Linked DNA regions of Mus musculus: region 1 is linked to region 2. A link is a contact called in public Hi-C data. All regions are on one chromosome and are shown on one strand. The core of a region is the stretch at or near the end of the contact, and the rest is flanking DNA. Distances in the headings are between cores, read along the strand shown.

Evidence for each region. A called contact is a pair of places that touch in the nucleus more often than the background predicts.
Region 1: a Hi-C map of liver shows a contact between it and region 2, with 5 times the contacts expected there. The contact joins two enhancer-like sites. A contact is called at or near these places in 2 of 39 promoter capture datasets (liver and pre-B cells), 1 of 484 Hi-C or Micro-C datasets (liver) and 1 of 115 datasets of contacts at active chromatin or transcription factors (pancreatic cancer cells).

What each region holds. Positions count from the first base shown.
Region 1 is chr1:156,656,183-156,661,872 of GRCm38.p6, reverse strand. Tor3a (torsin family 3, member A) reads left to right here. Exons shown (of 6, transcript NM_023141.2): 5 at 5,277-5,401. Among named protein-coding and RNA genes, the nearest start is that of Tor3a, 15 kb to the left of the region's middle. Within about 2 kb of position 4,107, at least 30 of the 459 cell types and tissues checked have an H3K27ac peak or open chromatin away from gene starts, as enhancers often do. A contact at or near this core is called in liver, where this site is marked.
Region 2 is chr1:155,792,757-155,797,998 of GRCm38.p6, reverse strand. Qsox1 (quiescin Q6 sulfhydryl oxidase 1) reads left to right here. Exons shown (of 12, transcript NM_001024945.1): 3 at 2,603-2,648; 4 at 3,351-3,453. Among named protein-coding and RNA genes, the nearest start is that of Qsox1, 18 kb to the left of the region's middle. Within about 2 kb of position 2,893, at least 26 of the 459 cell types and tissues checked have an H3K27ac peak or open chromatin away from gene starts, as enhancers often do. A contact at or near this core is called in liver, where this site is marked.

The sequences.
Region 1 (5,690 bases), core at 2,858-5,357, 860 kb before region 2:
AAGCTGATTTTTCTTAGACATTTACTAGGGAACTACTAATTTTTGTAGAGACTTGTTTCTATTATTCCTGTGTACTTGCCATGGGATCTAGGCATCTGTAGTTACATTGTTGGTAGTAGTTCTGAAATCTTGTGTCTGTTTTGTTGGGTGTTTGCAGCTGTTTCTTGTTTGTTACCCAACTTGATCAGTTGAGGCTTAGGTTTGAATTTTTGGGCAATTCAGCATTGAGGTTCCAGCTGAGTATTAGAAATAGTCCCCACTCAGTCTGAGCTAAGTGACATTTCTAAGACGAGGTGTAGACCTTCTGTTGAGTTAGAAGATTCTCACAGCCAGTCTTCAGGAGTCTTGGAGAGATGTTCAGGGCCTTTCCTTAAGTAACAGGTACTGGTGGTGGCGTTCATGATGCAAATCTAGATCCCTACTGAAGGTGGTGAGGGGGATGCAGTAGATGGTCAACAAGAAGCTTGGTCCACAGGCAGATGGTAGAGGTGGGTGGAGTCGCCACTATGGGTCTAGTGTCCTTTCTTAGAGTGGGGCAGTCCTTGGGTCACCAGGATGGGTGAGGTAAGCAGGACTGGATAGAGTGAGCATCAGCAGGCCACACTCCCTGACGGAGATCTATCTAGTGGAGTAGGGGTTAATGACAAGAGTCTGAGAGCACTGGTTTTTAAGTCAGCTATTTGTTCTAAAATCAAGCAGAAAGCCACCTTACATTCCTCAGGATTCCCACCCTGGAAGGGCAGGCTCTTCTCAGGAAATAGCGAGTGAAGGGCAGGTCTCTCACATTTGCAGTGGGCCGTGGAGGCTGCTGAGCAGGAACAGCCACTCCAAGATCACTGTGCTCTGTATGCCCAGATCCTCAGAAGGACTCTGCGGGCAAGGAACTTAACCAGTCTGAATGCTTCACCGAGGCTCCTTGCAGACTTCATTGTGTGTTGCGGCCGCCAGCAGCTCGCAACGTGAACGGTTCGACTGAGAAGGCCACTCGAGCTGTAAGAGAGGAATCTAGACGGGGCGGAAGAAAAAACGGAACTAAGACAATTTCATTCTGAAAAAAAAAAAAAAAAAGCTCAAATTTTATTGTTGCGACACTAGTTATGAAGGAAGGGGGAGGGGACCCGATTCCCGCCGAATAATCTCTGGTCCAGTAGAAAGGTGCACGTGTGTGGCTCCTCAGGTTCCAGCAGTGGGCGTGGCAGAACGAATGAGCAGGAAGCTCCACCCCGAGCAAGCAGGTTTCAGGCTAGGGGAGGGGAGACTACAATTGTGGACTGTTACAAACCTGTTCTCATTTTCCACAGGCTGGGGCTTGCTCATGAATTGGGTGGGGAGGTGGGGTTCCCAGTGTGCCCCGGGGAAGTAGGAGTGGTTTTTCTCCAGCTGAACTTGGAAGGCAGGTTTGAGTTTAGGGTGGTTCCCCTAGACAAGACGGGACAGATTGAAGCCACGTGGGTTTCTGCATATGGAAGCCAAGGACGGAGCAGGTGAGAGTCTCGAGTGGTTTTAAGAGAAATGGAGGCATCTGTTAACATAACCGAAATGTCAGAATGAAGACTGATCCCAGCTCCCACAGTATTCACCCGTCTGAGTCAGTGGCCTCAGCTGTCCATGACATTCCCACAAGCAGAGACAGCGGAATGGTTCCCCAAGGCACCGACTCTCCTACCTAGTTGCTTTATAACTTGGCAAACTCTCTTAGGTGCTGTATTGCCCAGTGTGACCCAGTGACCCTCCTATCTCACGGCAAGCATTTTGGATACTGACCAGCTGGCAGTAACCCTGCCCTTTCCTCTAGAGACCTGACCTTAGTGGACTGACTCAGGCCACGTAGCTATACATACACAATAGTGCACACGGGTGAAGTTGGAGCTGGGCTGATGCCACCTAACAGCAGCCAAGCTGCCATCCAGGGAATTCACTTACCCAGGGGCTCTTACACAAATGAGGCAGTGGTTTCCAGCAACCTGTTGCAGGCGTGCACAAGGCCTTCCATCAAGGAGAGGCCATGAGCCAGACCACCACAGTCCCTCTCCAGCCACGCAGAACCACAACCACCCCTCCTGAGGGTGCCCCCAAATTAGCCACCTCCAACCCCTGCCCCGAGGTTCTCTGGTCTTCTGGTTATGAGAGAGCAATGTGTTTGAGATCTGAGTCTCTAGACTTGGTTTCTAGAACAAACTTCAGTTTGCCTTCCCTTTGTGGTAAGGATTCTTGCATGTGTGGTGTGTGTGTGTGTGTGTGTGCTAGCTTGTGTGGAAGTTGACACTGGGTATCCTCTCTAGCTTGTTTGCTTTTACCCCCCTCCCCCTTTTTTTTTTTTTTTTTTTTTTTTTTTTTGGTTTTCGAGACAGGGTTTCTCTGTATAGCTCTGGCTGTCCTGGAACTCACTTTGTAGACCAGGCTGGCCTCGAACTCAGAAATCTGCCTGCCTCTGCCTCTCGAGTGCTGGGATTAAAGGCATGCACCACCACGCCCGGCTACTTTTTCCCTTTTTAAATACAGGGGCTCACTGTGTGGCCCCAGCTGGCCTGGAAATTGGTATGTCGAGTATGCTGGCCTGTAACTCAGAGATCCATGTACCTCTGTCTCCTGAGGTAATTAAAGGTGTGTGCCACCGGACTTGGTTGGCTTTACCTTGTTTTTTGAGACGGGGTCTCTCACCGAATTGGACAGACTAGCTGGCCAGCAAGCCCCCAGAGCTGAAGTTCTAAGGTCACACAGCTCTTCATGGGGCTGCAGGAGACCTGAACTCAGGTCTTTATGCACAGGCAGTAAATAGTTTGTCCACTGAGCCCTTCCCAGCCCCGACACTGCCAACTGGATCTGCAGTTTAATCCTGAAATATACCTGAGACCTGCTGTTGAAATGAGGTACTGATGGCTTTTCTGCCAGTTCTCTGTGGCACCTCAGACAAAGTAGGTGAAGCCAGGAGGGCTTGCTTGCCCAACATTGACAAAAGCCATTTTCGAGTGCCAAGATTTTGCAAGAGTAAGCTTTATCTGTAAAGCTGACAGTAGGATGGGAGGCAGCCAGGTCTGGAGCAGGGCAGAGTGGAGGGCTGACTAGCTGTGATGAGTCAGCGGACCCAGCTGAGATGACGACAGTCCAGGTGGAACATGATCCTGGTCCTGGTCCCTCCTGCATCTATTGATGGCATGCCTGCCGTCTCCTCTAGGGTCTCACTCTTCAGGTAATGCTTATGGGAAACTTTTGCTCCCATTAGGTTCTAGAGGATATTTTAGGTCTGTCTAGAGTTCACTATGCAGTTCCCTTGAACTGTACTGATAGTTTTCAGTAGCAAGGACAGGGATAGTACTGTTTAGGGCTTGGTTTCAGAGTAATACTGATTTCTGCCTGTGTCCGTCAGTAGAAGACCCCAGAGTCACAAGGCAGGCCTGGAGCTGCTGTGCTCTCGTCACGCACCCAGAAGAGGGTTGCTAATGTCTGTTTTCTCTGAGCTGTGGTCAGGGTATGAACAAAAGGACTTTGAAGAACTAACTATATGGACGTGAGTTATTCATGAATGACGCATGTGGGGTGCAGTGGGTGTTTGTTGACTAACTGCCTCCACACTGATGAAGCACCCCTAGCTTGTCTGGGCCCAGTTTCTCATTTTACCAGCGAAGAAACTGAGTCTAGCTCTGTTGTTTAGGGAAGAGTTCACCGTTAGTGATGGGAGCTTGTGACAGTGGTCCTTTCAGTATTCAGTCAGCAGGGGCTTGGAGGGTGAGGAGTTCAGCATCTAGCTACCTTGGCCTGCAGGTGCTGGAGTGCAGCCCTGCTGAGCTGAAGACACTGGACAGGTAGTGAAGGCTCCCAGGCTTTGTTGTGTGAGAGGTACAACCTGTAACGTGGTGGGAAGATGACATGGCTGTAGGTGACAGTGCAAGCAGTTCAGAAGAAAGCTGCATAGAGTTGATAAATACGCAGAAACCATGCAGAGTGGGGCCCGTGTCCCATGGGGCAGTCAGGTAGACCTGGGACTGAGAGGGTACTGTACTAGGGTCTGTGACCTTGGGGCTTGATCGATCCACCTCCCTGGCCTGCTGTCCTCCAGAGGCTTGCCGCTGAGTCCAGGTTGTGGAATCAGGGCTACTGTGGCAGACACAGATGGGGCAATCTCTGCTGATGCAGTTATGTATCCAAAGGCCACCTGACAGGCTGTCCAGCAGGTGCAGAGATCAGACGGGTGATGCAAGCAGTTTCTGCAGGGCTGGAAGTGTGGCAGAGCAGCTGGGCTTGGGCAAGGAGTGGGGATGCCCTTGTTCTTACTGGATTCTTCCAGCAGGAGGCTGGAAATCAGTTAATCAGTGGCTATGAGGGACACACTGGTCTTCACTTGTTTGCTGGGGAAGGATGCTGCCCCACCTAGCTAGGGAGGCAGGTTAGGGATTGGGAGGGGCACGTAGTGAGTCTACGTCATCTGCAGGACAGACTGAAATGCAACATTATCAAAAAGATAGGAACGGCCCGGTGTTTAGTGGTGGCACATACATTTAAATCCCAGCACTGGGGAGGCAGAGGCAAGAGATCTCTGAGTTTGAAGCCAGGCTGCTCCAAAGGTCTGAGTGACTCCTCTGAGGTAACAAGGACACTGATCCTTGTGAGGACAGAGGACAGGAGATGCTGGACCCCGTTTAGTTTGCTGCCTGCCTCCCCCTATCCTTCACTTACGACATTCCTCATTCTGTGAGCCTTAAGCAGGGAAAGTGAAGGCACAGCTGTGCAGTCAGACAAGGCTCAGCTGGGTGCCAACTTGAGACAGGGATGAACTGTCCTGGTTGCAGGTCCCCAGCACTTACTCCCGGCCTCCTCGTGGTGTCACTCCTGTCTTAGCAGTGTGCAGCCATCTTCCTGTGCCTAGCCTGAGAGGACACAGGCAGTGCAAAATAAGCTTTTGCTCCACACTTCTGTGAAAGGGAGTGCAGCCCAGAGAGGCACCTCCTGTGTCCACCAACTGCAGGGTCCTGCCAATACTGTTTTCCAAACTAATTCTCTCTACCTCTACTCCATCTCCTACAACCCATTGTAGCCTAACCAAGATTCTTAGGACAGAGTGGGTGGGGCCACAACCCTACATTCTGGCCTTCAGTGGATACATGCCACCTCCCTCAGCCGTAGTCTAGCTTTCATCCTTACCTTCTGAGCCTTGAAGCCTGTGGTCCTGAGGCATCCTTGAGTCTGTCACTGCTCAGTGTGTCCTCCATTAGGGATGAACTGTCCTGGGGGGTTGTGAGTGTGGGAATCGGCTGTTAACAAGCGCTTGTTTCTTTCAGCAACCTCGGAGGCAGTGTCATCAATGAGGTAGTCCTGAGTTTGCTTAAGGCTGGATGGTCCAGGGAGGAAATTACGACGCAGCACTTGGAGGTGCCCCTTCAGGCTGAGATCATGGAGGCTGCAGGTAAGTGGTCAACTCAGATACATACAGCCTTGCCAAGAGCACAGCCAGAGATGATTGGTATCAAATGTGAGGCAGTGAGGGTGTCTGGACAGTAGAGGACATAGGACAGCCTCACCCATCAACTTCTGGTGGCACGAGAGTATGCCTATACTCCTTCCCTGGAAATGCATTCTGAAGAGGGTCACAGGTCCAGCCCCGCCCTAGAAACAGCTGTGGTCTCTGACCATAGGCTAGCAGATCTCCCTGAGACAACAGTGCAGGTGAAGGTGGGGCAGCTCCACCTTTTTGC
Region 2 (5,242 bases), core at 1,644-4,143:
AAGGCTCAGATAGTAAATGTGTTGGACAAAGTGAATGACTTGGTAACAGAGAGCAGTAGGTTTATTCTTGATTCATTCATTCATTCATTCATTCATTCATTTGAAAGTATAAACGGAGCCCTTTCCTCCTGATGGTGCCTGTAAGGGCACCTTAAACACAGAATGATCTGCTCTGATGTGGAGCAGCAGGAGAGCCTAAGAGCAGCAGATGGAAATTAATGGCAGTGGCACAGAATGAAGTCAGGACAAGGGCTAACAGTAGCTGAGAAGGGCTGGTCTGTGCAGCAAAGTAGGGAGGGTGGCTACACAGAAAAGAAAAGAGAGTTTCAAGAATATGTGTATGAAAACAAGATAAAAGCCATGGAGAAAGGTGGAAAGCAGCCAGCAGCTACTGCCAAGAGCAGGAGAAGCACCAGAGAGACAACTTGGGACAGCTAGAGAGAATCGCCACTCGGTTCTGCCGGATGATTTTAGCTGAGCGGTGGGCTCAGAGGCAGGGCAGAGATGTCTGGGGAGCAGAAGAGACATTTGTCAGTGCAGGGGAACAGGAAGTGCAGAGACTGAAGAAAGGAGGTCTCTCTAGGCCTGCCCTTCCTCCCTTTTGTCTTTCAGTTTACGGATCTCTCTGTAGCCTAGAAAAGGGGCTGGTAGAAAAAACATTTAACGAGAAAGTTATTAATTGGTAGGAAAAAAACTCCAAAGTCCACGAGATATGGGAGCCACATTCTCAGAGGGTGATACCATCCCAGAAGGAAGCTGGAAGCGTCTGAACACCGAGAAGGTTGATAATGGCCCAGAACTCCTTTAGCTGTGCAGTCTGTGGGCGGGGCTCTTGAGTGACTCTTGAGTTTCAGTGATAGATTAGAGCTTTGAAATTTAGGCTCAAGGAGATGCTTTTTGTTGGGAGGAGACCAGCACCTTTTAAGACAAAGGGCTTGGGTCAGCTGATGAAGGAGAGGCACCATGTTGTTCTCCGTAGCTCTGAGAAAGGCACACCACCAAAGGCTGGTCCACGGTGTGAGAGGTGTAGCAGTGAGCTGAAGTCTGTCCTCCCTGTACAGAGTGAGCACAGCAGCTGTCACATGCTGAGCAGACCACCCTGCCTCTGAGCAGCAGCGTCTGTCCATAAAGATTCTTAGAAACCCGTGTCCTCATTTCATGTCACAATTCAGGAAATTTGTCATCATTTTACAAGTATTAGAATAATAATTTTACTAGGTCCGGATTTGTTCAGTAACTATCAAGGACATGGGCACATTGTGACATATGTAAATGAGCTGCTTTTATTCATGAATAAAGTATTGCATTTGTATTTTGAAAAAAGAGTGGAGTAGAGAGCAGGAGGAAGGCAGTGAGGTCATAGGAAGCAGCCAATCACAGGAAGGGATGGTTGGCCACTGTGGTCTGTTTCTCATGTGAATTTTCCCTTCCTGTCTACACACATATGGAACAGACCAGTCCTAGCTGGTCAGTATTTCATGGTGCTGAAGGGGTGTGTATAGGAGGGAGTGATAGTGATGGAATTGACATTTAATGAGTCAGTTTTTATATGTACTGGCTCCTGTACCTTAATTACTCTCAGTTTTTGATTATTGAGTCGTATAACAGTTCTAGGCTGGTAGTACCACTTTATATATGATATCATTATATATATAATTTTATATCTCGTTTAAAAGATTAGAATACTGAGGTTTAGAGAAGCAGAAAGATTTCAAAGGTTACAACAAAAACATCAAAGCCAGGTCTTGAAACCAGTTCTGCCAGACCCTATAGCCTTGACCTAATCAGCTGCTTGGGATAAAGCTGAGGCCTTGCAGTTGGAGATAGAGGAGTAAACTTGCAAAAAAAGTGTTCCTGCTAGCAAAAAGAAGAAGCCTTCAGGCTCTTCTGCAGATAGCTTGTCTCCCAGGACAACCAACATTCTCTCTCAGGATAGGAGGCCATAAGTAAGAGGCCTGCAGCTATCTTGCCCCTTGGCCAGAAGCCCAGGTTGTTACCCAGTGTTCCTTCTCACCTCTCACCCCAATGACACACTAGGCCTAGGATGTCACACACTTGGGAAAGAGTACATCGTGATGTCGAAAGAGGCTGATGTGTGCGACAAGTCCTGGTTTTGTAGGCTTGAGTCTACCGCTCAGTAGGACCTGTCCTGGATCCTTGACCCTTGGCTGAGTGCCATGATGGGTGGGCAGCGAGTTCTCACTGAGAAGATACCAGTCTCAGAACCTCTATCCAGGAAATAGAACAAGGGCAGATCGGCACACGGGCAGCCAACACTGGCCGAGGAGTCACTTCCTTCTTCAGATGGTCTGCATGGAGACCACCAGTGACTTCACTGTTCGCTTTAACGGCTTCCAGGAACTACGTGCAGAGGCCAGCTTTTGTGGAGTTGGTCTCTAGTTACATTCCTGAGCTGCTGCCTTCAGGTTCTAAGGGTGCGTTAAGCATTGGCAAAGAATTGAATGTCAGGACACTAGAGAAGCATCGCAGAACAAAGCCTCCCTGAAGTCCATCACAGGGGAATAAAGTGAGGCGCAAAAGAGAAGTCGTCCCTAAGCAGCTCAAGTGCCACCTCTGACCGCTCACCCTTGTCTGTTCTCAGTTTTTTCAGGCCTTTACCAAGAACGGTTCTGGAGCGACACTGCCAGGTGGGTGCTCTAACTCCGGCTGTTGTGTTGGCATGGCCAGCATCCTCTCCAGCTCTTCTGCCTTTACCCAGGTTCCCACAGGGTGAAGCAGGGTCTCCAAGTGAAGTCTGTTTGGGTTTTCCCATATGTCTTCTCAGAGAGCCTGGCAGAAAAGCCAGGAAAGCCCATTGAGCAGCCCTTCAGATGTGCCCCATCCAAAGTCCTAGGTCTGAGAGTGGGGCACCACATTCCCAGAACAGCTGTTATGTCAAAACGAGGTTGAGTTCAAAGAACAAACCCGTGGCCAGTTCTGAGGGAGACCTCTCTGCCCTCAGCATCCTTGACCCTTGGCTGTGTGCCGTGATGGGCTGGGATTTCTCCCTGAGGACTCCAGCCTCAGAGCCCCTTTTCCAGGAAGAGGAGCGAGGGCATATCAGCACATGGAAAGCTAACATTGGCCAAGGAGTCACTTTCGTCTCCAGAGAATGAAAGCCACGAGTGGCTTTTCACTGATGCTCACTAAACAGCGGTCAGTAGCTGTGTGCAGGGATGGGCCTCCCGCTAGTCTTCAAGCCATGGAGCCCTCACCTCACCACTTCTCAGGAGAGGGCTGGCATGTGCTTTCTCTTGGAATTGGTGTGAGGACCCTTGTTTGTGACTGAAACTGGCAAGGGTGCTGGGGTCTGATCTGTCCTGATACCCTCTTCCTGTTTTCGTTTATAGGTGCTGGCGCTAATGTGCAGACTCTGCGTATGAGGCTCATCGATGCTCTGGAGTCCCACCGTGACACATGGCCCCCAGCCTGTCCACCTCTGGAACCTGCCAAGTATTTTGGGTTGGGGCAGGCTTAGTGTGGCATGAGGCTCAAGCATGGAGAAGGCGTTGGGAACCACAGGGCAGAGGACCCACATTGATTCTTCCTGTGGGGTAGATACCCCAGTGTGCCAGACATACCTTAGAGCAGCCACAAGCGACTCCTTTCTGCTTCAGGTGTCGAGGAGCCATGTCTCTTAGGAGCTGGCTGAGGGTCGAAGGGCCTGACCTTCTGGATGGAAGGAAAGTATGTGAGGGGCTTCTCCAGAGCGTGCTTGCTGCTGCTTCCTCTGACTGCCCTCAGGAGGGTTTGTGGGTGTAGGAGGTTTTTCTCTGGCCTAGTCCAGGGGAGGCCACTGACAGATGAGAGGGCAGAAGAGATTGATACCACCAGGAAGAAAAGGCTAGGATGTTCAGAAGAGTAAAAGCCCTGCTTGGAAACTGATTCTGGACAACTGGTCAACCTGTGTTAATCAGCTTCACAGCGACTCCTTTATTATCTTTCCAAATTCCTTATCTTCCTAGAGAGCCTCACAGAGGGAGACCCTGGGCCAAGCATACACTCCTAATGTAGGCCAGGGTTCTACAACCGACTTTCTCTCTGGTGGTTATTGGTTTCCTTTTTTCTCTGCTGTAACAAATACCTGAGAAACAATTTAGAGAAAGAAAGGTTTGTTTGCTCTCATTACTTTAGAGGTTTCGACCCAAATTTGGCAGGACCAATCAGTTGGGATCTGAGATTATACAGACTATCATGGCAGCCAGAGCATATGACAGAGGCTGCTCACTTCAAAAAGTAGAGAGAGTTCAGGACAGTACAGACCCCAGGGACATGTACCCCATTGTATACTTACTCCAGCTAGGGCCCACCCGATTTGGCCATTGACTAGGAATCCATAAGCTGGGTAGTCTGATTAAAAGTCAGACCCCTCGTGAGCCAGTCATCTCTCAATGGCTAAAGCCTTCAGCGCATGAGCCTTTTGTGGGGACAGTTCCTGTCCAAGCTATAATGTCATCCATCTAGGATGAGCTTGTAAGCCTGGACCCTGGTGCTTTTCTCCCTGCATTTCCTCCTGGCTATGTTTCTCTCTCTCAGCTCTCTCTCTCTCTCTCTCTCTCTCTCTCTCTCTCTCTCTCTCTCACACACACACACACACACACACACACACACTATAGTGTGTCTTCAGCCCTGGGGACCTTAAAAGAAACAAAGTGGCCACATTTGTCAACCTGTCTCTAAGTGATCCTTTTGATGCCCCTTAGGAAGAATATAGGCAGACACACGTGCTGAAACTTAAGCTGCCTCTTCCAGAAGGCTGAGGACTTGCTCCTCTGCCAGCCTAGGGTAGGTATGAGGATGTGGCCAGAGAGACTGGCCACCTAATGCCACCCAAGAGGCTGATGTTAGGTAGCTACAGAACCTCTTTTATCCATCAAAGGCTCGCCCTAATCCCCACTTGTCTGTCATATCTACCCATACTGCCACCAGGCTGGGTTCTGGCATTGACCTAATGCCACCCTTTCTCTTTGGAGGCATTTGCTACATGTCTTGGGTTAAGTGTGGGGAAGTGAGCCACCAGGTTGAGGATAAGAGGAAGATGCAGACTCCCCAACCTGTGTGCCTTCTCAGCTGTCCTCCTTAACATTCTGGGAGAGACACAGTTTTCACTGAGTATTTAAAACAATCTGTAGGTTAGTTCTCTGGTTAAGAGATAGGATTTGCCTTCTTAATCATTTCTACCTAAGAAAACTGGGCCTCACTCTCCCTCACCTCGAGCTAAAAGGTTCCTGCACCCAGGACT